Linked DNA regions of Mus musculus: all the other regions are linked to region 6. A link is a contact called in public HiChIP or PLAC-seq and promoter capture Hi-C data. All regions are on one chromosome and are shown on one strand. The core of a region is the stretch at or near the end of the contact, and the rest is flanking DNA. Distances in the headings are between cores, read along the strand shown. Region 1 holds the start of Inppl1 (inositol polyphosphate phosphatase-like 1). Region 2 holds the start of Uvrag (UV radiation resistance associated gene). Region 3 holds the start of Folr1 (folate receptor 1 (adult)). Region 4 holds the start of Pgap2 (post-GPI attachment to proteins 2). Region 5 holds the start of Art1 (ADP-ribosyltransferase 1). Region 6 holds the start of Ucp2 (uncoupling protein 2 (mitochondrial, proton carrier)). Region 7 holds the start of Numa1 (nuclear mitotic apparatus protein 1).

The links. Promoter capture Hi-C pulls out the DNA fragments that hold promoters and counts their contacts. HiChIP or PLAC-seq counts read pairs in DNA pulled down with a chosen protein or histone mark.
Region 1: a promoter capture Hi-C map of the C10 cell line shows a contact between it and region 6, with 2.7 times the contacts expected there. The contact joins the promoter of Inppl1 here to the promoter of Ucp2 in region 6. A contact is called at or near these places in 2 of 39 promoter capture datasets (the C10 cell line and liver) and 1 of 9 other capture datasets (liver).
Region 2: a contact with region 6 is called in a promoter capture Hi-C map of liver, with 2.3 times the contacts expected there. The contact joins the promoter of Uvrag here to the promoter of Ucp2 in region 6. A contact is called at or near these places in 2 of 39 promoter capture datasets (liver and pre-B cells) and 1 of 115 datasets of contacts at active chromatin or transcription factors (thymic regulatory T cells).
Region 3: an H3K27ac HiChIP or PLAC-seq map of microglia shows a contact between it and region 6, with 6 times the contacts expected there. The contact joins the promoter of Folr1 here to the promoter of Ucp2 in region 6. A contact is called at or near these places in 3 of 39 promoter capture datasets (liver and pre-B cells), 1 of 115 datasets of contacts at active chromatin or transcription factors (microglia) and 2 of 9 other capture datasets (adipose tissue and liver).
Region 4: a promoter capture Hi-C map of pre-B cells shows a contact between it and region 6, with 3 times the contacts expected there. The contact joins the promoter of Pgap2 here to the promoter of Ucp2 in region 6. A contact is called at or near these places in 2 of 39 promoter capture datasets (neutrophils and pre-B cells).
Region 5: a contact with region 6 is called in a promoter capture Hi-C map of cranial neural crest. The contact joins the promoter of Art1 here to the promoter of Ucp2 in region 6. A contact is called at or near these places in 2 of 39 promoter capture datasets (cranial neural crest and liver).
Region 7: a contact with region 6 is called in an H3K27ac HiChIP or PLAC-seq map of regulatory T cell precursor, with 8 times the contacts expected there. The contact joins the promoter of Numa1 here to the promoter of Ucp2 in region 6. A contact is called at or near these places in 1 of 39 promoter capture datasets (pre-B cells), 1 of 484 Hi-C or Micro-C datasets (CD4 T cells), 2 of 115 datasets of contacts at active chromatin or transcription factors (regulatory T cell precursor and thymic regulatory T cells) and 1 of 9 other capture datasets (liver).

Annotation. Positions count from the first base shown.
Region 1 is chr7:101,836,303-101,839,477 of GRCm38.p6, forward strand. Inppl1 (inositol polyphosphate phosphatase-like 1) reads right to left here and starts at 1,522. Exons shown (of 29, transcript NM_001122739.1): 1 at 1,419-1,522; 2 at 269-649. The coding sequence starts at 450. Gm10602 (a long non-coding RNA gene) reads left to right here. Exons shown (of 2, transcript XR_003946663.1): 1 at 1-1,115; 2 at 2,500-3,175.
Region 2 is chr7:99,139,361-99,142,403 of GRCm38.p6, forward strand. It overlaps Uvrag (UV radiation resistance associated gene), which reads right to left and starts at 1,784. Exons shown (of 15, transcript NM_178635.3): 1 at 1,474-1,784. The coding sequence starts at 1,590.
Region 3 is chr7:101,869,200-101,872,155 of GRCm38.p6, forward strand. Folr1 (folate receptor 1 (adult)) reads right to left here and starts at 1,589. Exons shown (of 7, transcript NM_001252554.1): 1 at 1,410-1,589; 2 at 1-105. Gm35597 (a long non-coding RNA gene) reads left to right here and starts at 1,512. Exons shown (of 3, transcript XR_378387.3): 1 at 1,512-2,472.
Region 4 is chr7:102,221,697-102,224,658 of GRCm38.p6, forward strand. It overlaps Pgap2 (post-GPI attachment to proteins 2), which reads left to right and starts at 1,375. Exons shown (of 7, transcript NM_001382592.1): 1 at 1,375-1,454; 2 at 1,683-1,794.
Region 5 is chr7:102,099,999-102,103,088 of GRCm38.p6, forward strand. Art1 (ADP-ribosyltransferase 1) reads left to right here and starts at 1,745. Exons shown (of 5, transcript NM_009710.4): 1 at 1,745-1,793. Art5 (ADP-ribosyltransferase 5) reads right to left here and starts at 231. Exons shown (of 5, transcript NM_007491.2): 1 at 1-231.
Region 6 is chr7:100,491,944-100,494,839 of GRCm38.p6, forward strand. Ucp2 (uncoupling protein 2 (mitochondrial, proton carrier)) reads left to right here and starts at 1,415. Exons shown (of 8, transcript NM_011671.5): 1 at 1,415-1,522; 2 at 2,271-2,432.
Region 7 is chr7:101,968,213-101,971,111 of GRCm38.p6, forward strand. Numa1 (nuclear mitotic apparatus protein 1) reads left to right here and starts at 1,631. Exons shown (of 25, transcript NM_133947.3): 1 at 1,631-1,757.

The sequences.
Region 1 (3,175 bases), core at 272-2,771, 1.3 Mb after region 6:
ACATCTGGGAGAAAGTCTAAGCTGGTCTACCGCCGTCTGCCACTGTTTCTTGCCATCACACCCACCCTGAGCTTCAGAACTCTGGCCTCGGGCCTCAGAAAGTGCTCCAGGCACAGCAGGAAGTGCTCCCCTGTATCCTTCCTCCACCCAGCGATAAAGTCAAGGTCTCCCCTGGAGACAGGGCTGCAGCCCCACCAGCTACAGTCACCCCACTACCACGATTGCCACCACAACCAAGGAACACTCGGCGTGTGCCCGCCCTACTCACAGGACGCAGAGTGCGAAGGCCCCCGCCACGCTCTCGCTATCTCGCACCAGGAAGCTGCCATCGCGGCCCGCCCGAGCCAGGAGCTCCTCCGCAGCAGCGCGGCTCAGGTCACGGTGATACCAGGCTGGGGCCGGGCTGCCTAGCGCACCCCCGGGACTCGGTGTCCCACACACTGAGGCCATGGCCCACGCAGGGCTCAGCGCCGCCGATGCCTGCCGCTCCGCGCCATCCGCCCGGGGAAGCTTGAAGTCGAGGTTGGGCCCGGGTCCCGGGACTAAGGATCCACCAGCCCGAGAGAACCCAGTATGTGGGTTCCACGCTTGGCCGCGCCAACCGCCTGGATCTCCGCGCAGCCGCCGCCGCCCGCAGCGCCGGCCTCAACTTGAAGAGAAAGAAAAGTTTGTTCAGAGGCGGCGGGGGAGGGGCGGGAACGGAGCTAGGAGCTGGCCGGTCCCCTCCCCCTCCACTCGGCCCAGAGCCCGGGCCGCCCCTGCCCCCAGCCTCTCTCGGCAAGGACGATGCTCCGACAGCCCTACAGGACCCGCAAGACCAGCACCTCCCAAGTCCCACAATTATTTTGTCCCCCCACCTCAAGAAGATCCAGTTCCCCGGTACCCGCTCCGGGACAACTTGTGAGTCCAAGTTCTCGCTGGTGAATTCAATCCTTCCAACGATTCGCAATGAGATGACCCCTAATCCCTATGCAAATCTGATTCTACTACACACATCTCTTCTACTCGGCACCCCCACAGCCTTGCGGGATCAAGGTTCGGAAAGCAAGGCTCCAGGATAGACATCCACAACTACTACAACATCCAAGAGAACAAGTTCTCGTAACTCCTATAAGGTCAGAGGCCCCTTCAGACCTGAACCCCCCAAAACGATTCCTGACACATCCCACAAGATCCCAAAGAGATCCGATACCCCACCCCACACATACGCGCGCGCTCGAGGTGCCTTTCACGCACCGGTCCCCGCAGGCCCTCCAGCCTGGCAAAACCCTTCCCCCATCTCCACCAAATTGCCTGGCACCACGCCCCACACCCGCAGGCCCAGGTTTTGCAGTCCCAGACCAGGAGGACCCCCTCGACTACCTAGAAAAAAAGTTCCCTCAAGTCTCAGAGCCTCAACTACCGAACGCAGGCCCCACCTCTAGGGCGACTCGGGTTGACTCCTAGCCCGGGGAAGCCTCCCTGGACTCCCCGCGGCCACTTAAGATGGCCATCCGCCGCCACCGCGCACCCCGCGCCTTCCGCCCCGCCCGCGCCCCGCCTCGTCCGCCCGCGTCCCGGTCTCCGCCGCACGCCCGCAGAGTGACCTCGGGACAGCCTTGGCTCTTCAGTGCGCCCGAGCTTCTCGCTTTCGATAACTGGGGTAACGTTACGAGGGCGGGCTCATTGGGGCTCTGCCTGTAAAGCTCAGGGCCTGGCATGCAGCGTGCGCTCCGGGACGGCGGCTATTTTTATTATTAATTAAGGAGTAACGAAGGTGACAGCTGTGTAAACTGTAAAGCGCGACTGGGGACTGAACGGGTATTATTAGCACCGCCCCCGCTCCGGCTACTCCCTCCAAATCAACAAACTTGCGCTTCCGTGGGCCAGGTGCGAGCAGGGAGCTCCTAAGACTCTGGCTGCTAAGACCTCCCATCCACCGACCCCTGGGGCGGAAAAGGGGACCCGGCGGGAGAAGACGGGGCGGAACCCAAACAGGGCTTTGGCCCGCCCTATTTCCCCCCTAAAAAAAGACCTGGATGGTGGTGGCGTCTCCAAGGATTTCTCTTCCTGCCCCGCCCCTCTGCCCCCTGGCTCCTTAAAGGCGCAGGCCTCTAGCCGCTTGCCTACAACCACCAACTCCTAGAGTCTGTCAGGAGCATCCCTTTAACCTGGGAGAGAACTTTCGCTCTGGTAAATTGAACCTGTTGACCGAGCCTGGGGTCAACCCTGAGGAGTTTCCCTCTGTTTAGAGGATAAGCCAATTTGCATTGGCTTAACCCATCTAGAACAAAGCCTGGGACGTGACGGGTCTGTAGGGACCTTCCAGAACAGATAAATACAAAAACAGAGATCCTCCACCCACCTACCTGTTTCTCCTGGTCCTGCCAGGGCTTAAATAAAGTAACATCCTCCAATCTGTACCCAGCTCCTCCCGCCGGGAATGGAGGACGCCCACCCCAGATCCCGGGGGTGTGCAGTGGGGTCTTACTTTCCTATGCCTGTATTCCCGACCCACAGGAGGCAGAAGCAAATGGAACTCTACCTAGTTGTAAGCCAGCTTCCTTGGTCTAGACTTCCAGCCCATCCAAGACTACATAAGAGATGTGGCCTCAAAGAAAGAAAGGAGAACGAGTTGGAGAAAAGCTGTCACGACCCTCCAAAATCAATATATTTACAGCTTCCTGAGAGGACGGCGATGCTAAAGACTGTGTCATTGGGGTGAGATGGCTTAACAGGTAAAGGCGCTTTTGCCAAGTTTGAAGACTTTGAGTTGAACCCCAGGGACCCATGTGGTGGAAGGAGAGAGCTCCTGCATGTTGTCCTCTGACTTCCACACCTGTGCCAAGTCATCCATGCAGCCCACACACCTAGGCACACACTCAGAATAAACACAAATACAATTTAGCCGAAGGCTAGAGGGTGCTTCTGCCTCTGGGAAGCCACTAATAGTTTCTTTGGCTTCATCAGTAGGATACAGCACTGGGCGAAATGCAAGCTTTTGTTTCTTCTGTATCTTCCAGATTGACTTCCTAATGGACTATCCTCGTCCAAGGGACCCCAACCCAGTCAATCTATATCATAGTAGGCAGTGTGAATTTTTACCCCTTTCTCCAGAATCTCTGCTGGACTCCCGTTTCCAGCTTCCCCTTTGTAAGCTGAGAACAGAGCTAAGCAGACACATGATGGGAATAGG
Region 2 (3,043 bases), core at 534-3,033, 1.4 Mb before region 6:
CAATCTAGAAACTCGACCAACACTAACAAATGGAGTTGAACTGTGTTGAACCGGCAGTTGGCTTGGATTAGTTCTTCTAGTTTTGAACCGTTATTGCTAGAACAGGCTCTAGTCAGGAAAACATGCCTTGTTCTCTTCTCCAACCCGCCATGCTCTCACAGCTTCCCTAAACTATGCCCATCTAGATGCCCAATTTCTCCAGGCGGCTCCTAACAGTGCTCACTATTGCTTCTCCCAGCAGGCCCTCACACTCCACCTCCCACACAGGCAAAAATTCACATTAATGCCCAATCCACAGACTACTCTCCCAGCCACCCTCTCATCCTCTCCCACGACCTGGAAACGCAATACAAGCCTCATTCCTTTCCAACTCCTAATATTCTCCAAACTCCCTCTCCAATGGCACTACAAAACCTGGGCACATGCCTTCTGATTTGCTAAATTCTCTCCTACTACAGAGCCTTGCTTCTGCAGTTAACGTTGCTTCCCTACTCATCCGGCACCTCATCCGGCACCGGGTTGGGGGGGTGGGGTGCAACATTGCTCTTTCCTTTACATTCCGATGCACTCTATGCCTGGCCCTCTCTCCCATAGCCTCTGCGCTCCTAAGTGGCTCCTTCCTGTCTCTTGCAAGGATGGAAAGTTACAGAAAGGGTCTGAGGGAGCTCGTCCTGTGGACCGTGGTGGAGCAGCTGCTCTCAAGTCTAAAGCAAACTATTGCTGCTGAGCACAAGCTGGAGTCAGACTCTGTATTTGGAAATCCATCCCCACCAGAAACACTAACAGAGAGGCAGTGAGCAAGCTTGTTCCTAGAACTGAGAAACCGGGACAATAAAACCAGCTATCTCATGGAGTTGTGACGATTCAATGCTCACTTTGCACAGACCCAGCTCGGTAACCTCTCCATGACTGACAGTTTCTCCAGGTCCTCTTCAATGCTAAGGTTCCTGCAGAGTCTCCCCGAGGGACTGAGGGAGGCCAGTGGAAGATGTACTGATAGGCGGGTGTTGCCAAGAATTTTGTCAGATTCCCAAAGTCAGTGTTCTCTTGTCCTTATTACACACACACACACACACACACACACACACACACACACACACACACACGTGAGATACAAGCTATGAATATTTACTTCAAATCCTCCTTCCAGACACTCACCCGAGGGAGTGGAGTGTGCCATGAGGATCTGAGATTGGAAAGGAAACCCCAACGTCCCAAATACCTTCCTCAGGAGGAGCGGAAGGAAGCACCCGAAACGCTAAGAATAAGTGCAGAAAACCGACTCCTCGATCGGGGAGCGAAAGGGAAAGCGCGGCGGCGGCCAGCGGGGCAGGGCTCCCCGGCGCCTTCTTGGAGGGATGCGGGGGTCTGAGCGCGGGAACGGCCGGGGAGGGGGCTCCTCCTCCTGTCAGCCCTCCTCAGCCCTGCGAGCCCCGCCAACCTTCTCCGCCCCCCGGCTCGCGGCCGGCTCACCTGCTGAGACGGCAGCTCCACATGCAGGGCCCGCGCGGGGGCACCGGACGTCAGCGCGGCGGACGGGCCCGGGGGTGGCAGGGGCACCGGGCCCCCGAGCGAGGCGCAGGAGCTCATCTGGACCCCTGAGCCGCCGAGCGGCCAGGTGGGCAGTCCTCCCGCATCGGCCGCTGCCTCCCGAGCTGTGATTCGCAGAGCCCCTACAGCCTAGAAACCGGGCACCGAGAGCCCCAGCAGCTCTGCGCCCGCGCTGGCCACCGCCGCTGGCTAAGGAAGAGCCATATTACCGCAGTGCAACCCCTCCACCCGGCCCAGAGCTGGCGTGCTCATTGGTTCCGTTTCTGAGAGGGCGGGACCCGGTGGCGGCCAAGGGACGTGCTATTGGCCAGTGGGCCCGTCCGTCGTCGGCCGCAATGGCTAGGGGCGGAGGGACTCTAGGATGGCCTCAATTGCGTCTGTCAAACCCGGGCTAAACCTGGGGCGTAACTTCTCTTTGCCTCAGCCTAATTGGCCCTTTCCCTATTGAGGGGTGTGGTCTCCTAGGGAAGCCTCGTGGGCTATTGCTCTAGAGCGCTGTCAGTTGTCAGTGAAACAGGGACGGCTTCTTGATTAGGTAGAGCGCGCGCCTGGTATGTCGTGTCACGTGCAGAAGTCTGGAGAGTCACCTGATTAGTGAGAGTCAGTCCTCTAAGCCACTTCCGCCCTAACCTAGTTGCTATGGTAACAGAGCCTCCAGTGGAGGGCGGGGACCCGCTTGGCACCAGCTGAGTCGGGATGGATGGATGGTCTGACTTCCCGAAGTGTTCTCATCCACGTACAAAAAAAAAAAAAAAAAGCCACGCTTTATGACTGAGAGGGGGAGCCGCCACCGAGCCGCGATCACTGAGACCAAAGATCCATCGGGCAGTCCACCAGCTCTTCAGTGATCCACTCAGACCTGCAAGTCCACGCCCCTTCTAGCTTCTATAACTAGTAAGCTTAGCCACAAAGTGTGCCAGCCAGCCAAGAGACTGTCTCACCTCTGCTGGTGGGATGCTTATGCTCTGCCTAGAAAGCCTTTACTGCTTGTGACTAACGCTTGCTTAGCCATCGTATTTCAGCTGGGGCAGGAGTCCTTCCAAAAGACTTCTCTGAAACTCCGAATTAGGAAACTTGCCTTTACCACAGACCTGCTTATTCTATTGTGTTGTCTTTGTTTGTTTACTTGCTTTGCGCGGGGGCGGGGCGGGGGGAGGGGCGAGATTTGGCTGACCTGCCACTCACCATGTAGCTCAATCTACCTCAGCTCCCCAGGTGCTGGGACTACAGGAGTGTGCCACCACAGCAGCCTCCACTTTGTCTTTTAATAGTCATTTAACACACACAGCCTCCCCGAATTCAAACACTCATATGTGAATTCCTCAACCAAAAGACCTTGTCTGATTCGTCCCTGGATCCGCATTGCTTGCAGATAATAGAGAAATGAATATGAAGGTACAGCTCAAATGCCCTCCCTTCCCTGAAGACTTCTTTGACCATAATAGCAGCTACAGCCATTGCTTCTATAAGTAGCACTGAGTCATTTTGCAGA
Region 3 (2,956 bases), core at 339-2,838, 1.4 Mb after region 6:
AAGGAAAAGATGGCAGCTCTCAGAGTGCCTCGGGCTTCTTTGTCTCCACTCTAGGCTTCCTTTGCTTTCTTCATTCCAGGAGACAGCCGGCCGAGGTTTAGTGGCCTAGGAAACAGAGCTGTGTGGAGCAGGTAGTGGGAATGCAGCCCAGGAATGGAGCCTGAGATTGGGCGAGGCCATTCAGCTGTTAATTATTGCATGTGTGCAACAGCAGGCCTCTGTAGGGATGCGATTAATAGTACAGGCTCCGTTCTTGGGATGTGTATGGCAAAGGCTGGCCTAGCATGTGTGAGGCCCTGGGTTCAATCCCCAGCATTGCAAGTAAACAAATAAACAAACAGCTGGGTGGTGGCACATGCCTAGTATGTGTGAAGCCCCAGTTTCAATCCCAGCATTGCAAATAAATAAACAAACAGCCGGGCTGTGGTGGTGCATGCCTTTAATCCCTGCACTCGGGAAGCAGAGGCAGGCAGATCTTTGTAAGTTTGAGACCAGCCTGATCTACAGAGAGAGTTCCAGGATAGTCAAGGCTACACTGAAAGACCCTGTCTCAAACAAACAAACACCTCACATTGTGTCTTGAGCTGCTAAGATCCTTTAAAATAATCCATCCACTACCAACACCCATGTCCTATTATACACATGAATAGGATGAGCCCCAGAGGACCACACCAGAGCCAATGGCAGGACTGTCACTAGAACACAGGCTTGCAACTTCCAGGCCTGTTGTATAGAATCAGAAGATCCCATGTCCCCAACTTCTCTCAGCTACAAGTTCCCCCAACCTCACCAGCCAGGCTATCACCCACTTCCAGTCACAAGACCCTGATGGCCTAACCTTTCTGACGAGAGCCTCAGTGCTGTGGAAGCCCAGGCTTCCTTTCCTTCTCCACTTGCTCACCTCCCACTCCTGTGACAGATCTTTACAGGCGTGGGGGCGTGGGGGGAACCCTTAAGGATCTGAGCTAATTTTGACATCACCCACATTTCACTGCAGCCAAAACAGGACCCCGTCCCCCACCCATCCCTTACTGGGAGCCCAGGATGGCGCTGCTGTTGGATAAAGGAGTGGGGAGTAGATTTGAGCAGGAGACTCGGAGTTGTTGATCAGTTACCTGTGCGTGTGTGGCCCCAGAGGAAGGCTCCAAATTGGACATAGATGTGGGAGCTGTCTCAACCGAAATTTAAGTGAGATAGTAGAGACCACTACATTGGTGAATGTCAGGAGAAAGAGAAAAGGAAGGAGGGGAAGGAAGGCAAGGAAGAAGGGAAGGAGGAAGGAGAGAGAGGAGGCAATTTGGACTCTGGGGGAAAATTAGCCAAAGAACAAGGCCCTACAAAGAGAGACAGGCTCCCAGGAGGTCCCTGGTTCTGTCTTGCTACCCTTCGCCCTGGCCACTGCCATGTACCTGAATCCTGTGACACACCAGGAGTGTTTGTCTACTGAAGATCACAACAGGTTGGGGACTTCTAGAGCCGTCAGCCTCCTTTCTTGTTTATACTTCCAGATCAGCCTGCTGACTGGGGAAGGGTGGGCCAGGTATCTATAAAGCCTAAAGCTGGAGGCCCTTCTAAGCTGTCTCTGCCCCGGGGCTGATTATTAACTGGCCTTTATGGCTCCTCTATTGCAAGAGTGAGGTTTGCCCCCTGGGTGATGCTCCTGAGCTCTACAGCTTCTGAATAATTAACCTTTCCAGTGAGGATTTGAGGTGAAGATTGAGCTGGGGCCTGGAGTGAACACCCTGCCCTGCCTCAGCTCCTGCCTGAGTGAGGAAAAAAAGAAATAAAAAGGAGGCCATGACAGCCCCTAGGTATGGTGGAGGAGAAAGTTTATTGTAGATATGGAGAAGAGCCTAGCCAGAAAAGCATTTGGAAGGGCCCAGAGTGAACAAGACCCTGAGCTGGGTCATGGGAGGGGAGAGGGGAAAGCCATGAGACCAAAAGTGCAAAAGGGTAAAAAGACCAGCTTAGCCAAAATGACTGCATTCTATAGAGAAGAACCACTAGAAGAAGGGTGGCCCAGGCCCTGGGCTGGAGAAGGTTTAGGTCAGGGAACCAGGCACGCCAACCAGGAGGATCCTGAAAACAAGCAGAGACTGGGGGATGCTAGGAGAGCTAGGCAGCTTGTGTAGGACCTCCATCAGCTATTTGACTGCATTTGAGCCCTAATGCCCTGAATGTTGAAGTGTTGTACCCATCCGGAGCCTAAGTGTTGAGATCATTTGACCACTAGGGAGGGACAGAATTTCACAGTCACCTTGGAGCCAGTCCAAGAAGTATCTCCCTGAGATAGCAGCTTATTATCAGCAAAACTGACTGTCAGTGTCTAGTCTGGCCCAGCCTGCTAGTGTCTTGTGACCAGGCTGAAAAAACAGGAAGGTGTTTGACAACCCCCCACATCCAACAGTGGGATTAAAGGCCAGGAAGCAAGAGAAGGCCTCCAGATTGCAGGGGAGAGAATCCTGAGCTTTGGTGAGTATCGGGCCCCCGATGTGCGCCATTCACACTGTTCAGGGCTGTGGACACTGGAGTTTGTCTACAAGTCTGGTGTCGTTCGTTTGCTTGAGAGAAGTCTATCAGGCATCCTGGAGCAGCATTCTAAGGCTTATGACTCCACACTACTTCTCCTGCCTGATTTTTTTTTTCTTTTCTTTTTGAGACAGGGTTTCTATGTGTAGCCCTGGCTGCTCTGGAACTCACTCTGTAGACCAGGCTGGCCTCGAACTCAGAGATCCACCTGCCCTCTGCCTCCCGACTGTTGGGATAAAAGTCTGCCTTTCTTTCTTTCTTTCTTTCTTTCTTTCTTTCTTTCTTTCTTTCTTTCTTTCTTTCTCTCTTTCTAAACATTTTTTTTTTTTTTTTTTGCTTTTTTGGTTTTTCGAGACAGGGTTTCTCTGTATAGCCCTGGCTGTCCTGGAGCTCACTTTGTAGACCAGGCTGGCCTTGAACTCAAAAA
Region 4 (2,962 bases), core at 125-2,624, 1.7 Mb after region 6:
GGATTAAAGGCATGCACCACCACTGCCCAGCTCTTGCCTGCTTTTTGAAGGGAGGAGGATACTATTTTTTACTTTGCAATGTGGGAATGCTGATGGAGATTAGAGGACAACTTGTGGGAGGTAGTTCTCTCTTTCCATTCTGCTGTTTCCAAGGACTGAACTCGGTTATAGGCCTGGGTAGCAAGTACCATTAGCCACTGAGCTATCTCATCCACCCAGAGGTCTCACTGAACAAGTCACCTCACCCATAGGGGACTCAGTTAAAAAAAAAAAAAAAAAGATCCACTTTATTTTTATGAGGATTAAATGAGTTAAATGCAAAGTAGCAATGTGCCTAGGATGTGATTTTAAGTAGGATTTAAACGGTGATAACTGTCTGACTCAGAAGTCCCACTACTGCTACAGTTGGTCCTGACAATCCTCAAGATGTCTGTAGGAAATTGTTGATCCCCTCACCCTCCTTCCTATTTTGGGTAGGATAGTTTTTTCAAAAACTATCAGTCTAGGCCAGGCCAAAGTGGGAAAAGAACACCTGGACCTGGTTTCTTCTCCTCTTCCTCTTCCTCCTCCTCTTCCTCCTCCTCCCCCTCCTCCTCCTCCTCCTCTCCCCCTCCTCCTCCCCCCCCTCCTCTCCCTGCCCCTCCTTCTCTTCTTCCTCCTTTTCCGTGAAGAACCCTTAAGCTGGATCTGGCTGAACGTCCCGTCCCCCCCTCCCCCCGCCCCTTCCTCCTCCTCCCTCGCGTGCGCCAGTGATGTCGGACAGCATAGGGCTCCCTCTTCTGATAAAAGGTGAGAACAGCTTTGGCCCTTAGTTTCTGAGATGGGCGTAGATGATCTATCTGCAATGTGGCTTTTGGTTTATTTTTATTTTATTTTATTTTTCAGCTCCTTTTGTTGGATGCTGTAGCCGGTCATAGGGAATAAAGTTTGAGGGAAAATAGCCACGGCTGGGGCAAATTTGGCTTAATATTTCAGAAGTGCAAAGCTGGATAATTCGATTAGAATGAGGGTAGAGGACTGGAGAATCGGGTCAGGTAATGAAAGAATTTGGGCCCCATTGAATTAATTTTACATTCTTTCAACAGGTGATGGCATGCAGCCACAGGTAAGATGACAAGGTGACTTATTCAACATTTCAAAACCATGTGTCCTGGGCCCTCTGACTGCTCTCACGTACTCAAAAATAATGGGGACAGAGCCGAACTACTAGGGAAGCTTGGCTTGAGGAGACAGTAGATTATAAAGAAAGACTGGAGTCCCGGACCCCAAAATGGGGAGGAGCAAGTGTTGAAACGGGACCAGTTTCCTCTTTAAGACCCACCCCAGAGCGCTGGCCCCGCCTCACGCCGTTGCTGCTGCGACCCGCCCCCTTCCACTCGCCCCCGGGCCGGGCTGGGGCTCCCGGTTCCGCGCCCCTGGCTACGGGGTACGGCCCCCTATCCACCAGTACTTGGGTGAGTAAGGAGGGAATGGCCAGTTTGGACCACAGGGTAACGCCACTTCGGGAGCCCCGCCACGAGGTCCGGCCTCCGCAGGCCTGCGGTCTAGGCGCCTACCTGCCTGTGCCCACACTCAGAACCCCGGGAACTGCAGGCATCCAGGTGCTGAACTGTCTTGCTTTTGTCCACTCGGTGGCAGGGCTAGGTGTGCTGGGTTTAAAGACTGCCTCATTTATTCCGCAGGGCCTTTTGCTCGAGATTCCTCCAGGCACTGCAGATGGAGGCGTGGGGGAGCCCTGGAATCTCAGACTAGTTTTGAATCCCAGCTCTGCCAGTTACTAGCTTGTGGCTTTGAGTAAGTGGTTTTTTTTTTTTTTTTTTTTTTTTTTAAACTACCCTGGGACTTACTTTCTTTTTCTATGAAATGGGAACCCGGAGGACAACACCGTCTCCTAAAATAAATAGAACTAAAAGAGATATTGTATATCAAGTACTGAGCTCAGAATGTAGATTCTGACAGGAGTGTGGTAGTGAGATCTTTAGGGACTTTGGATATGAAGTGGTGGTACTTCTACAAAAACAGTTTTCAGAGCCTTGTAATCTTAGTAACAGGGAGGCAAGGACAGAAGGATTGGGAGTTTCCAGCAAGCCTGGACTACACAGTAAGATCTTTTCTCTGGAAGAGTGTACATAAACACGTGCACACACAAACTAAAATAAAATGAAATCAACTAAGTAGTGCCAATGAAGAACTCCTAGGTTGCCTAGGAGCAGAACTTAAGGTAGTGGGCTCCTCAAACTGAGCTATCAAGCAGTGGCCATGGTGGAGAGGCCTTCCAAGTAATCTAGACCATGTGATTTCCTCTTTTACAATTTGAAACAGGCCCAGGATGGTTAGGTGACTTGTCCAAGGTCATACATGTAAAAGGGAGGCCAGGCACACTGCCAAGAAGTAGAAGCAGCTATCTTTTCTGTTTGTTTCTGACACTGTCCTTGAATGCCACCCCCTGCCCCCCATTGACCCTGCATGGGGTAAGGTCCAGGGTAAGGTTCTTTCAAGCTGACGATCTGGTCTTCAGTTAGAGGATCCCAGTGGTTCACGGATACAGAGCAGCTGGCTTTGGGGAGGACCATTAGGAGGAGGATTGGGTTAAATCTACTTCAGAGAGTCTAGGTGTGGGCTGGCTGGCCACAGTGCTCTTGTGTAGGGCCCTATCTAGAGAATGGGTGAGATCTGGGAGGGTCATCAATGCCACTTCCAACTTCCCAGGGAGATGCTTGACCAAATATTTATTGCCCCAAAGGGGAGGAAGAACTTGAGAACTTGGGTCGGGCTACTTGGCAGAGAGGTAGGTGGAAAGGCAGAGGAAAATGTGGAGGTGTACCCACCTGTTTCTGGAATGCTAGGAGGCCAGCCTGAGATCAGAGTTCTATTTAAGGGTGGGGCCAGAAAGAGTCATGGCTTGAGACCAGAAGGGCCGGTTTTTATGTATCTGGAGCCAGCTATAGTTCGGCACCAAGAA
Region 5 (3,090 bases), core at 495-2,994, 1.6 Mb after region 6:
TTCCCCAACAACAGACAGGGGCGTGGGAGCTGAACTGGCAGAGTCCTTGGGTGATTGAGGGGCAAAACTCTCCTTCGTTTGGATGATAGGTTCTTTCTGTAAGATCTGAACTAAGTCAAAGTTGGGGGAGAGACCTGTGAGACTTGGTCTCTTCTCCGGTGGCCCTGGGCCGGGCCATGGCCCTCAGACCCCCAGGCCACGAAGCCCCACGAGGATCTCTCCTTGTTCATTACGCTAGTTAAGTCGCCAAATCTGTCTTATTTGCATACAATTTGCATACGACACACGTTGGGTCACGTGCACCAGCATCAACCCTCCACCCCACCCCCACTTCCTTCCCTACTCTTAACCTTCTTTGTCTCCTACCCTGGTCCGAAGGGCCGGGGTAGAAGGGAATTTATGACATTCAGTGCTTAGCCGTCCAGGAACAGCCACACCCCTTCCACCCCCTCAGACATTCCCTTTCCAGACTTCTCCGGCTCAGCTGAACCCATGTTTGTAAACACAGCTTTCTCTCGCACCTCCCTTGTGCTTGACTATAAATAACCTAGTTCTGAGTTCAGATGCCCAGTTGGGTGTAATGGGAGAAGGACCCAGCTTGCGGGAAGGTGAAGGAGGGACGTTCTTAACACCAAGGGTTAGAGATGCCTCCTGTTGGGGCCACCATTAGCATAGGATAAGGCCTCTCCAGTCCAGCTCATGAATTTACCCATCACCACCCTTTACCACCTCATATTGTCAGCCAAATAAAGTTTCCTTCACCCAAAAGCCTCTTTTCTCCTCCAATCCTTCCTGAAGGCTAAAGAGAAAAACAAACTATGTCCAGCAGTGATCCCTTCCTTCCCTCCTGACCCCATCCTCCCTTTCTGGGAGGAATTCAGGTACTTGCAGTTTCTGGGACAGCAGATGCTGTGTGGGGGCAGCCTATGGCTTGGGGATTTTCTTATATCCTAGCACCCGGAACTCCAAGAAGTGGAGTCAAATCTGGTCACGTGTGGGTCAGGGATCCTGAGAGGGGCAGCATCCTCTCAGGTCACACGGTGAGTCAGAGATCCAGCAGGAAGCTAGGTTCTTTAGGGCAGAACAAAGCTTGCCCTAAACAACATGCATTGTAAACTTTATATGCCCCAGTACAGGGGAACTTCGGGGCCAAGAAGTGGGAGTGGGTGGGTAGGGGAGCAGGGTGGTGGTGGGATATAGGGGGCTTTCGGGATAGCATTTGAAATGTAAATGAAGAAAATACCTAATAAAAATTTGAAAAAAAAAAAAAAAAAAAAAAAAAAAGAACATGCATTGTGGTGGTACATGCCTATAACCCTAGCAATCGGCAGGGAAGCTGGGGCAACAGGATTGCTTCAAGATCAAGGTCAGCCTGGACTTTGTGAAAGAAAGTATTAAGACAACAACAACAATTAACCACCACCACCACCACCACAGAACAAAATGGAAGGAGAGATGTGTGGAGTTGGGGTGATCAGAGTCCAGAACCAAGCCTGGTGAGAGGGCTGCAGCCCCATCTCCTCAACACCCCCAACACTGCCCTCCACACCTCTGTATTCGGCAGCTCTTATTGTTTTGGGAAGAGCTTTGGCCCAGGTCACACTGGGGTGAGGCTAGTGTTCCTGAGCCTTGACAAGGAGACAGCTTGAAATAGACGAGTGTCACATTTCTGAGCAGCTGTGTGGCGACAGCAGGAGGGGTAGGGAATAGACAGTATAAAAGAGAAAGCTGCCCTCCCTGCCCTGTCTATCCCAGGAGACCAGGTCAGCTTTGCCCGCCATGGAGAAGGCTAGGTAAGGCCAGAAGGCTACCTCACCTCCTCGCATAGGGAGCAGGGAGGGAACTTTTTTGATTTAAAATCTATGGTATTAATAGTTTTAGGGATCCTTGGATCCCAGGAAGGTTTGTGGATGTGGGGAAGTTTGGGGTTTTTGAGGAGAGCCTTGGGGTCATATTCCCTGAAGGAACTGTTGAGTGAGGGCCAGAAAAAGGAAAACCGAGGGTCAGAGGATAGGGGATGCAGCTCCCTTGCCTGTGGAAAGGGATTTTTAAGCTGGATTCAGCTCTCCTGTGCCAGAGACTAAGTTAGAGGCCAGCCTGGGATACCTAACAAGACCCTGTCTCAATAAAATAAGATAAAAAAAAATAAAATGAAATGAAATGAAATAGGGAGAATTCCCAGTGTCCCAGACCAATCTCTGCTGCATTTCCCCCGTGACACTGGTCACCAAGGAAAGCAATCTATTTACTCTGAGGTGCTGTCTGATTGGCAATGCTCACACCGCCTCTTAGCCTGTTTACCAGAGACTGGGGGGAGGGGAGTCTTCCATCACAGACTGAGCAAAAGGAGGCCAGAAGTGACTGTAGAAATGAGGGTATGTGGTGGACACAGGCAGGCTTTAGCGAGGCTTCCGTTCTCTAATGGACGGGAGCCAGCGCTGACAGATAGGGTGCGCTGTCTGGACAAGAGAAGAGGTGGGCTTCCACGGATTTTCCGGGATTACTGACTGGGGTCATCATCTTGCCTGAAGGACATGGAGGGCTCAGCAGCTGAAGCTGTGAGACCTGAGCTTCACTGCTCCCAATGCTCAGGCTGCTATAAAACCTCTGGCAGTGGAGGGCAGAAAAATCACCCTGCCCAAAGAGGTGATTGACATATCTGCCTTCAGAGTGACAGAACCTGACTCAAAAGGGAACACATGGACGCCAGTCTCTCCATCCCAGCCCAGTTACCCATGAGCATCTGCAGGTCTACCTGAAGCTGGGTGTTTGTAGATTTTACTTCCTTCATCAGCAAGTACTCGGGTGACTTTGCCTAGTCCTGGCCTGAGATCAGGGATTACTGCCGGTTCCTACACAGGTCAGGGGTGGGGCTTGGGGCGCTCAGGAGAAGTCAGCACAAAGTGATGTAGAGCCCCCAAAGGATTCTGGGGCTTTCTGAAAGAGGTGGGCCCTGAGCTAGGCCTGGAAGAGGAGGAGGTCAGGACAGCTCAGGGCAGGGAAATGGCAGAGCCTCTCTGGAACTTTGTTCTGTACTGTAGGCGCCAAGCAGGGACGGGAAAGGTCCCAGGGGGCAGGATCATTGAGCAG
Region 6 (2,896 bases), core at 165-2,664:
GGGCAGAGTAGAGTACTGTCAGCTTTGTAAGATCACCACCAGCTATGTTGGGATCACTATCCACCCACCAGCTATGGGGTTTTGCCACTTGATAGTGAAGGTTTATTTTATCTAGTCTTGTTTAAAGTAAGCCAGCTGGCTAATAAAGCCACACTGGGTGTTCAGGATCCTTTCCTGGGTACGTTTTTAAGCACAAAACCCATGTTTTAGGGTGACATACTTCAGCTAACAAAACAAGTTAGCCAGTAGTGGAACCACAGAAGCCAAAAGGTAAGATCAGTACATTTAGAGATTTTTCCAGAACGATGGACATTGATGGTTCTGTCTGTGTGCTGAGTTTTACAGTTGAATGGTACTTCCATCATGGAGTCAGATGTGCTAAGGTCTGGGGTCCTATTAAGGTCTGGGGCCTCTCACACTTTCTTGTTCTGGAAAATAATGGTTAATGATGACCTGGAAAGATTATCGTTAGGTGCCTGCGCCGCCTACCTGATGCATAGTAATTGCTTTCCACAAACGTTCACCCAGCCCCCTCCTCCCACTGCACTTTCCACAGCAGCCCAAACCTACTTGAGCTTCTATTATAGTATATTCGGACCCCTGGTCCCCGGCTTCCTGCTCTTGGGCGCCTAATTCCTAGGCAAGCAAAAAGGGTTCCACGCCCTGATCTAATCTCTTAAAACTCCGGGGCTAAGGAGGATAAAAACAAAAGAAGAAACCGACGGAGAGTACCAAAGCTTGAACACAAATTGAGGCAAATTGAGACCTGCTTCCTACCCCCACAATGCACGTTAGTCCCCGACACAGGGCCCAAGTATTGCTTTCACGTCCCCCACTCCTACGTGGCCATTATCTCGCTGAGGTCCCGTCCACCTGCTGAGTTTGTCCTCGCTGGGCTGGAGTGCAACAGGCGAGGCTCTGCCCTGCCCTCTTCCTTGCGGGGCGCCAGCCTGGCTGCACTCGGTGCAGAGGGGAGGGGAGGCCAGGTGTTCTCGCCCCACTCCAGCCGTTAGGTGCCAGTGTCCCCCGGGACCTGACTGGGAGCGGCAGAAGGCGGGAACGCCAGCCTTGCCCCGTCACCACACCCGGGTTTGTTCCGGTCCCCGAAGCCCGCGCTCCGCCCGGTCCCCAGGTGCCTTGCAGGGAGGGGGAGGGGAGACTTGAAGGGGTAAGGGGTCGCGATCCAGAGCAGCTGGCCAGTCAGTCTGCCTGTCCTCACAAAGAGATTGTCTGCCCCGGGAATAGAAGGGGAAGATCTGAGACTGGAGCCTCTGGGGGGACCTAGGGGTTTCAGGCAACCACAGATGGAAACGCCTCCTCACCCGGGGGCGTGGGCCGCCCTGGCTCCGCCTCGTCACGCCACGCCCCGACCACGCCCTCTAGACTTAAGTTCTGTAGGCGCGGGTTCGCAGCTACTGTCAGTTCCGCCCTCGGTGTCGTCGGGTCGCCAGCTTCCTGGGCAGCCACCACTCTCCCGCCGTCGGACACAGCCTTCTGCACTCCTGTGTTCTCCTGCGGTCCGGTGAGCGTGCCCCATCCCTTCGCTGGCCGCACCTGCTCTCTCCCACTCCATCTGTCTTTTCTCTTTCTTTTCCCTTCCCTGGAGTCCTAATTTGCCCTCTCTAGGTTTCTTTCCTCCTAAATACGCCCTTTGTTATTTGCCTCTGACGTCCAGTTGGTCGAAGGTTAAAACCTTCATCTCTTTACTTCTTCCCCTCAGCCTCGATGTTCCCAGCCTGACCCGGGCGGGGTGGGGGAAGGGGCTTTCACGTCAGCGAAGATCAGAATGACTGTCACCAGGAGGCTCTGGGCCATGTGCCCTAAAGCCTGTTCTTGTATCAAGGGTTGTTTGTGCCTGGAGGAGCCTTGGAGTTTGTTTGGCCTTTGTTACACTATCTTATGTGGCTGCCTGCCGGAGGTGGAAGTAGGGACACAGGGAGACTGGACCTGCCTTATCCTGATTCAACACAAATAGATATAATGCTCCACTCAACAGTTTTGTGACTGTATCCCCCAGGCACAGCACAGCTGCCTGTCTACATAACTGTCTGAGAAACAAATTTGGAAGTGAGCCAACGTGTGGGAGTAAAGACTCCTGAGTTCTTCCCCTAGACCCTGGCTGCTCTGAGTGAGAACTGAGCCTTGCATGGGTCCCTCCCAGCAAGGCTGTCTGAAAGGACTTGTGTGACAGATGACCCTTCCTTGCAGGGCGGTGGTCCTGCAAAGACAATCTTCCTTTCTAAACTTGGCTTCCTTCCTCTCCCCCACAGGACACAATAGTATGAACTTTAAGTGTTTCGTCTCCCAGCCATTTTCTATGGAAAATCGAGGGGATCGGGCCATGGTAGCCACCGGCAGCTTTGAAGAACGAGACACCTTTAGAGAAGCTTGACCTTGGAGGCCTCAGCCTGAGACCTCAAAGCAGCCTCCAGGTAAGGAGTCCCGGCTAAGGAAGCCTTCTCTCAGGCCTGGGGCCTAGGGCTGCTCAGCAAGACAATAAAAATTCCCCTCCTCCCACCCTGATGAGAGCCTCTTCACAGCTCAGCAATCCCCTTCTTCATCCCTGATCACCTTCTGGCCCGTAAAGATGGCGGACCCCAGTGTATAAGGGGAGAACCTGAGTGGGGTGGGGACTGGTTCCAGGTGGCCTTGGCAGTCAACAGCAGAGCTGGGGCAGAAGCTTATGGTGTGTGTGTGTGTGTGTGTGTGTGTGTGTGTGTGTGTGTTATGGTGTGTGTGTATGTGGTGTGTATGTGTGCTCACGTGTGTGCTCACGTGTGCATGTGTGTGCATGCACGTTTATGTAAAGGCACACGGGTGCTGTGGCACGCACATGAAGGTCAGAAGACAACTCAGGCCTCCTACCATCTGTGTCCCAATGGCAAGCACCCTTACC
Region 7 (2,899 bases), core at 381-2,880, 1.5 Mb after region 6:
ACACCCTGGTGACAGAGACCAACCTTTGTGAAGCATCCACTAGCACCTTCTGTGCTAAAAGTCAGTGTGTTGGGCACCTTGCGAATGTTACTGAGTTCATGCTTGTACTCTTAAAGCAGAGGAGGCTATGCTTTCATCTAGGAATCTGAGGAATCCTTGCCAGGGTTATGTAGTTAGCTGCAAGTGATTTGTGATATGTATGTAAGATAGTCACTTTGTGGCTTAGCTTCCTCATGTCTACAGTTGAGTGGTAGGGCTGGAGAGATGGCTCAGCGATTAAGAGCACCTGACTGCTCTTTCCGAGGTCCTGAGTTAAATTCCTAGCAACCACATGGTGGCTCACATCTGTAATGGGATCCAGTGCCCTCTTCTGGTGTGTCTGAAGACAGTGACAGTGTATTCACATAAATAATAAGTCTTTTTAAAAAAGTCATCTTAAAGTTGAGTGGTAATTTACCTGCTTCATAAAGAGGTGTTGAAGCCTAATGAAATGATGCCCAATAGGTCAGTAGGATGGTTTGAGGCATGTTAGTAGGTTCTTAGTAAGCATTAGCTACTATCTATTATATCCTGTTTCTTCTTCAGACCCCCATCTCCTCCTCACATGTGATTCACATATGCCATGTACTTTCTTCCCGGTACAGTTGCTCCTCCTAGTTTTGTCTTGTTTGAGATAGGCTGTTACTCTGCCTTGGCTGGGCTGGAACTCTAGTAGTGAGTGGATCAGGCTGGCCTTCTGCTCCAACCTCCCACTTGCCAGGACTGTAAGCACACAGCACCATGGTGGCTTTGAGTCTCCTGCTTTTTGTCAGCTTCTTTCTCCTCAATGCTTCTCATTCCTCTTTTAACTATTCTCTACCATCCGTGTCCTCAACACCTTCCTATCTATTGGGTAGCCTCCTAGCTCACCTTGCTGCCAGAGAACCATTTTGTCAGGTTAATCTGGCTCATACCACAGCTCTCTGTTAAAACCATCCCAGATCCTTTATTTGAATCCTTGAAGTTCAAGATTTCCCAATTCTGACCTCAGTTCACCTTTGACACCTGGTCTCTCACTGCTACCACACCTTTCTGCTTTCTTCTCCCTTTCCCGAGAGGAAAAATTTGATTTTGTGCTTGAAGATCCAGATTAAAATATTACTTCAGTTTTCTAATCCTTCCCTCATCTAAACTGGTTAGTTTCCTTACATCTTTTATATGAGTTAACATGTACCATCTTGGGATAAAACTTGTAGTCACTTCTGATCTGTGGAATTGTAACCCTAGCTCAGACGTTGGGTATAATTCTTGTATGGGTATTAACAATATTTAATAGCAATACATTACACATACTTCATTAAATGTTTCTAGTTGTAAAGTGAGGGAATTCCTTTAACTATCCCAGGAGGTGTCCAGTGGGTGGCAACGCTGTCGAGATCTTGTCTGAGTGTGACATTTCTTTTAGTCATATAGTTGCAGCAGACTCTGAGGATGATGAGTCCCTGTGCCTGTTGAGGGCTCTAGCCAGCGCCTGCCATACTCAGAACTGTGCCTTGGCCCCTCGGCCCCTCCCCACAAATGCCCACAGGAACAGCGGATTAGGTTCTGGCAGCACAGCTGGGATTTTGGCGGCCATTCCAGTCAACAATAGCGCAGCTATCGGGACAGAAGAGCGAGGCCTACGCTCCGCGGCTAGAAACTGCCTGGGCCGCTCGTTTGGGTGGAGGAGTGGGAGGAGCAGGCACACAGCATGGCATCTTGGCCTTGCTACGCAGAAGGTAGGGGCTGAAGAGATTCCCTGCGGAGAACAGGCTAGGGTGGCCAAGTCCTAGGGCGGGCAGGCGGGCGGGCAGGCAGGGCGCTCTGAGGAGGCCTGCGCTTTGTGTGGCGGGGAGCCGGCGGGCGGCCGTGCGCCTGCAGACACGCCCCCCTCGCCGCGCCGCAGGAAGCTGCCCCTGTACAAGGCCTGCGCCGTGCGGCTCCCCTGCGCTCGGCTCCCAGGCTTCCTCTGCGCCGGGCGCCTTTCCCGCCAGGGGCTGGCCGTGGGTTCGGCGGCTCTGGGCCTGCCCGATAGGGCTGGTCTCGGAGGTGGACAGGCCGTCACTGCTACTGCCTTAAGCCCTGCTGGAAAGCAGCGAAGGGGGAGTGTCCTGGCCATCTCAGGTTGGTGAGGCCGGCCACCGCGGGTGCGTTTTTGTGTGTTTACGCCACAGCCTCCAGCCCTTGCTGCGCGTGCTCTCCCTTCAGCAATGGAGCCTGCGGGCTTGCGCCCTAGCCACTCTCCCCGCCCCCGCACGTCCTGCTCAGTTTTTAGGGCACGGGCAGGCTTCACCTGGGTCCTCCTGGTAGGCGTCGTCCCCCCCCCGTCCCCCCCCCCCGAGCTCTTGGCTTCGCTGTTGCTCCCAGACCGCGCGGAAGCTCGCTGTGCCTTTAAAGAAAGCAGACTCCTGGCTGTGACGCACTTCTGGCTGTCAGCCAGGAAGATTGCTTCTGCCTGGCCGACTGAGAAGAAACCCAACAACTTTTCTTTTGTGTGTGGGGTTACTTTCCACTGCCCCCCCCTACCCCTGTCCTTTCAAGATTTAAATGCTAATGGCGGATTAAAACCTGTAGATACGTTTGGCTTTAGGAGTCCGGTAAGGCCCCCAGCACTAAGACTTTTTCTCCCTCACTCTTTCTCGGGTTAGTTTTGTTTTGTTTTGTTTTTTCAAAAAAATGGACGAGAGGGTGGGGTGGTTCATCCCCCTCACCTCCCTTTGCTGCGCCATCCTTAGAGGGGAGGGAGAGGAAAGGGAGAGCAAGTAAACACTGAGAAACAGGCGCTGGCCCTGCGCAGAGCTTGCCAACATCCGGGAGTTGGCGCCTTTCTTTCCCCTCATAGATGTCAGCGTGTTTTTGTTTGGAGGGAGTAATGTGTGCG